Regions from separate parts of the Capra hircus genome. Here region 1 is linked to region 2. Evidence: chromatin contacts called from public Hi-C data. All regions are on one chromosome and are shown on one strand. The core of a region is the stretch at or near the end of the contact, and the rest is flanking DNA. Distances in the headings are between cores, read along the strand shown. Region 1 holds the start of GDF2 (growth/differentiation factor 2). Region 2 has its middle 62 kb from the start of PTPN20.

Region 1 (2,700 bases), core at 122-2,621, 210 kb after region 2:
CCACTGGGGATTCCTGGTTTCAGCCCACCCTCACTAGGGGTGGGGAAAAGCTGGATGCACACCCGGGATCTCTGACCCTGCCTGCCCTGGCCCCTTGTTCATCTTCCTGAATCTGCTTAGCTCACTGCACCCCTCACCCCCAGAAGCCTCACCAGCTTGGAAAAACCTCACATTTAAATCCTCCTCACAGTAGACTCCCAGAATATTTTATGCTTATTCTTTGCTATGGTCAAACCCACATGCAATGGAAATGGACAGATCTAAGTGTGGGGCTGCCATTCTTAAAATAACACAGACCCTGAAGCCTAGCAGGGCTCAACTGGGCCACGGTTTCTCAGCTTCTTCAGGTAGGGGAAACGTCTCCTGGACATGCCCTGGACTCAGTGCTTCCCTGCTCCATTGCCTCCCAGATTACATGGTTCTCCTGACAAGTGTGGCCCAGGCAACCACCCGGATGAATCAAGACCTCACCATCACCCCCAGACCACTGACAGAGCTGTACTTGGGTGCCAGGGCCAGGAGGCCTTGCTGTGTAGGTGATATTTCTAGAGAGCAGGCCAGGCAGGTGCAGGGCCTCTGGGGATTCCTCCCAAGCTCCCATTCAGTCAGACCCAGGGTAGAGAAGCTGTAGCCAGAAAGCAACCACCCAGCCGACTGGGGCTTGCGGTGACTGCCATGATGGTCAGCACTTACTACCTTAAGTCCTCACTGCCCTCTTCTGAAGTGGAGGCCCAGAAAGGTGAAACGACTTGCTCCAGGTCATGCATGCAAGAACAGCTGAGCGAGCTGGGATTTGAACCCACATCTGGTCTGACTCCAAAGTCTCTACCACCTCACTAAATTATATGTGCCACCTTTACCCACAACATGTAAGACTCAGGAATTCACTTGACAAATGGGAAATCGAGGCACCGAGTACTTGAGCCACAGGTGCACACTCCAGTTCCACAGGAACCAGGCTTCTCACCAACCCCCCATCCCCACCCCAGCGGCCAGCCCAGGGGCTTCTGGGAGTCTTGTGCTGTCGCTTCCATTTTTGGAGGACTTTTGGGTCTTCTTTCTTTCCTGGATTCTTTGCTTCGGTGGCCCAGGAGATGGAGCATATGTCACCCTGCCTCAAGATTCTTCTGAGAGCTGACAAGGAAATGAGAGAGGATCCATCCTAATTAGGGGGCGATAACCCCAAGGAGAAACTCGGATTCTTTGCAGCAGTCCGTGTCCTTCCCACTAGCCCTGTGTGTTTCTCAGATGTTTACAGAGCCTTCATTAACAGAGAGCCCCCTTAGATAAGAGGCCTGAACAGCATCGAGGGCCAGATAAGAACAAGTGGAGGGCACTTCGGGGACAGCAGAAGGGTGAGAGCCTGTGAACTGGCCCGGGTGCGCCGTACAGAGCTGTGGGCAGGACAATGCAGGCCGGCTCCTTCCGGCCTCCTCCCGGCACCCGCTAACACACCGCGGCCGCCGCAGTCTCCAGACCAGGGCGAGAGCCTCCCAAGATGGGCCGTGGGGCGCTCCGGATGGCTCTGCCTGTGCTCTCCCTGCTGGCCTGCTCCGCCCTAGGGAAGCCACTGGGGAACCGGGGGCGGCCGTCCACTGGGGGAGATGCCCACCGCCTGCTAGGGGGGCCCGGCGGTGAGCAGGAGGGGGTCACCTTCGACCTGAGGATGTTCCTGGAGAACATGAAGGTGGATTTTCTGCGCAACCTCAACCTGAGTGGGGTCCCTTCTCAGGACAGAACACGAGCCGAGCCACCGCAGTACATGATCGATCTATACAACAGATACACCACCGACAAGACGTCCACCCCTGCCTCAAACATTGTGCGCAGCTTCAGCGTGGAAGGTAGAGTCGGCTCCATGGGGCGCCCCGGGCGGGGGCAGGGGGACTCAGTGGTGGGTTCAAGGCCGCGCTGCCCGATATGGCGGCCACTTGAGACACGGGACTCTTCGTTTCAATTTAGGTTAATTTAAATGCAATAAAGTTAATAATTTAGTTAGTTTCAGTAGCTTGGGGGCAAGTGCTCAGCAATCACGCCTAGCTACCCTATAGGAAATGGAGACTATAGAACAATTCCATCATTGCATAACGTTCTACCAGACGTCTCTGCTCTAGAAAATTCTTCCTCTCTGGGCCCAGCACCACATTAACACAGTAGGTGCTGAAGGAATGCCTGCTCGCTTTCTTCCATCCCTTCTCTTCCCCTCCCTTCCCATCCTGTCTCCTTCCTACTTAGACACAGACAACTTATTTAGCCTCTGACTAACAGGCGTCTTTTTAAACACTGAAAGACTGCATTTCTCACTCATCAAAAGGTGTTTAAAATTCAGATAAATTCCTCTGAGAAACGCTGGAAGACAAGGTAATTATTTTCTAAGTATAAAATAATTTCCCTGATTTAGTAGGACTAGAAGATAACGAATGTCAACTTAGGGCTTATGTCCTCTAATTCACACCACGTAGGTGACATGATCTTGTGAGCAGTGAGCCAAGGCTTGCAGACCCTGAGGGAACTTGCCTGGTTCACATGTTAGTTAAGCAGCTGGATTCTGACCCAGTCCCATCTGTTTGCACAGCTCAGGCTTTTTCCGCAGTTGCAGCCTCTAACCAACCAGGCACACAGGACTTCTTCCCTCCTGAGCTTGAGGCCTGCAGACTCCTAGCCATATGCCCTAGCTCAAAGATGCTGTGGTCATGCTGC
Region 2 (2,700 bases), core at 16-2,515:
AGCCTTTGTGCCACAAACCCCACCCCACCCTCCACACACTCATACCACACACTTATCACAATACTGCATGTACACATATGTACACACATTCAGAGGTACACAAACCACACACACACACACACACACACACACTCTTACCAAACCACATACATGTACATGTACACACTCACACTCACACCCCATTGTCAGGAGGAGGCTGAGCACAAGGTAGGGTTAGCAATGGGCATTGAGAACTGGGGTTCTGTTGTCACTTAGAAAATCATCTTGGGACCAAAAATAGAATGCTGGGCCAAGCACAAATAAAAATATTAATTTCAGAAGGAAGTTACAGGCTCCGTAGCAACATTCTACAAAATGCAGTAGTTTGTGGATCTCAGAGGAGCGGGCATCCGCTCAGGGCCTGGGGTTTGGAGCCCCTCCCTGGACGGGTGGGCTTGGGCAGGTCGTCCTTTCTGTGCGATGGTGACACCTACGTCACGGCCTGAAGCCTGGCAGCGCCAGGCCCGTAGCGAGTGTGACCTCACCCCATTTCCCTTTCAGACAGTTTGGCTGTCCCCACAAGTCCCAGAATCAGTTTTGGGACAGAAAAAGGAAGCATTGTTTTACAGCTGCTGATGGCCAGGCCCAAGGCGAGACCCAGCAGCGGGGAGGCTGGGAAACATCTGTGTGTGGGTGCAGGTGTGGGTAAGGGCTGTGGTAAGTGTTCGCTGTGGTGTATGTGTGCCTGTCACGCGTGAGAGAGGTGGGATAGGAGGGCGCAACAGGACGCCCACCCCGTAAAACTGCGCACTGATTCGCGGCGTCAGCTACATCCAGTAGGTGGCGCTGTTTGCCCGCGCAGCCGCAGGTCAGCCCCGGCGCCGGGCGAGCCCTGACTGCTGCGCGTCAGATCTGCGCTCCCAGCTGCGCTCCCAGGCAGAAGTCTGTGGCCAACACATGAGCCTCATCTGGAAATTGCTGCCACCAGACCCACCCGAATTCTATTTGAGGATGGGCTTAACATTCCACTTCCCAGCGCTGCACTTGTTAATTTCTGGGAGGAAGGAAGCCTTCATTTGCACCGTGAAAGCACTTTTCATGCAATACTGACTTGGATCTTCACAAATAACCTGTCCAGTGAGGACACTGAGGTTTAGAGGTTCAGCAACCGCCCAGGGCCACACAGCCGGGAGGAGAAGGAAACCTGGAGTGCCTTCATTCCTTGCTATGGGCCCACCTTGGTCCTGCCCTGGGCTCAGTGGAGGGGGCTGTGCTGGGGGCAGGGCAGGGAAGTTGTGGGTGCATCAGGGGTCGCGGACCAAGAGAAGACTGAGGCCAGATGGTGGAGGGGCTTGTGTAATCAGGGCTTTGCTCGTCCTCTGTCTGCTGGGGTGGGGGTGACTGTAGGGCTTGGGAGCCCAGAGCAGAATGAGCGGACATTGATGGCCTCTTTCTTGAAGGGGAAGAAGCCATGGGCATGGCCTGGGGTTGCCCAGCTTGTTCCTGCAGCTGCTAGTTCCTGCCATGTGGGCTGCCCTTCGAGCCCCTGACACAGTTCTGAAGTCCTGAGTCTAGCCAGGCAGGACCCTTTCCAGTGGGACATGGGCAGACTGGGCTCAGAGGCCATGGAGCTGGGAAGGAGCTTTTGGGGAGTTTGGGGGGGGGGCTGGGGCAGGGGGAGAGGCAGGCTGATCCCTCTGCGTTTCTGAAGACTCTGGAGTCCCCTAGTCAGGGAATCCAGGCTTCCCCTCAGTTGCCTGAGATGACCAAAGGTGGCTGGATGGGGAGGTGACCAAGACCCAGCCCGGGCCTGAGCAAGCACCACTGGGGGAGGGGGAGGGGACACCTGATCTGCACCCACCTCTGAGCCAGGTGTGCAGGGCACGCTGCCCGGCTAACTCCTGCGAGAGACCTGATGACGAAGCCACCTTACCCCAGGAAGGGACAGCATAGGAAGGGCGGGGAGGGGGCCACCCAGGCTCCCTCGGCCAACAGAAGATCACGTGCTGCTCTGGGGGCTCAGGCCTCCATGTGAGGGTCTCTGTTCCCCTGGCCCTGTCCACCCAGGCTCAGCATCCCTTTTCCTCATCCTCGGCCTGGCTGCAAGGAAGCTGCCGCTGCCACCCTTCCTTTCCCACTTCTGTGTCCCCAGGGCCTGTCACAGAGGCTCATACTGGATACCCGGACGGCCCTCTGCCTGCGCACCCCCGACAGTGTTAGTCCAGCTATGCCTGGCTTTCTGACTGAAACACTGCCATCCCTTCCCTCTCTTCCCCACCGCTCTGCCTGAACGGGGGGACGTTTCCCTAGTTGGTGATCCCTCTAGGATCACGTCTCTCAGGCTTCAGCTGCCCAGTTCCACTCACGAGAGCTTCAGTGGGAACCTGCTCTGAAGCCATGCTCCGTGTTCCCACAAGGAATGGTCCCCACGCAGCAGGAAAGAGGCCTTTCTGCACTTGCAGCACCTCTGTTCCCGGGGCTGCTTGCCACTTAGAATCTAAAGTGGGGGTGCCTTAGCGCGTCTCTCCAGGCCCCGAAGGCCCAGGCCCTCTGGCCCCTGCCTGCCTCTGCAGCCTGCGCCCTGCCCCAGCATCCCAGCAGTCTGGGCAGTCTGCGTCTGAGCCGTGAGCCACAGTGGGGCTCCTGCCTCTGCTTTGGATGGGCCTTGTCAGGGGGTCAAGGAGTGGGAATGTGCAGGCTGTGGGTAGGACCTGGGAGGTC

What was found. Hi-C and Micro-C count contacts between places; a contact is called where the count stands out from the background.
Region 1: a Hi-C map of liver shows a contact between it and region 2, with 4 times the contacts expected there. The contact joins the promoter of GDF2 here to the enhancer-like site in region 2. A contact is called at or near these places in 2 of 5 Hi-C or Micro-C datasets (blood and liver).

What each region holds. Positions count from the first base shown.
Region 1 is chr28:3,480,837-3,483,536 of ARS1.2, forward strand. GDF2 (growth/differentiation factor 2) reads left to right here and starts at 1,372. Exons shown (of 2, transcript XM_005699334.3): 1 at 1,372-1,844. The coding sequence starts at 1,499.
Region 2 is chr28:3,268,471-3,271,170 of ARS1.2, forward strand. No RefSeq gene overlaps it. Among named protein-coding and RNA genes, the nearest start is that of PTPN20, 62 kb to the left of the region's middle. Within about 2 kb of position 1,266, at least 1 of the 5 cell types and tissues checked has an H3K27ac peak or open chromatin away from gene starts, as enhancers often do.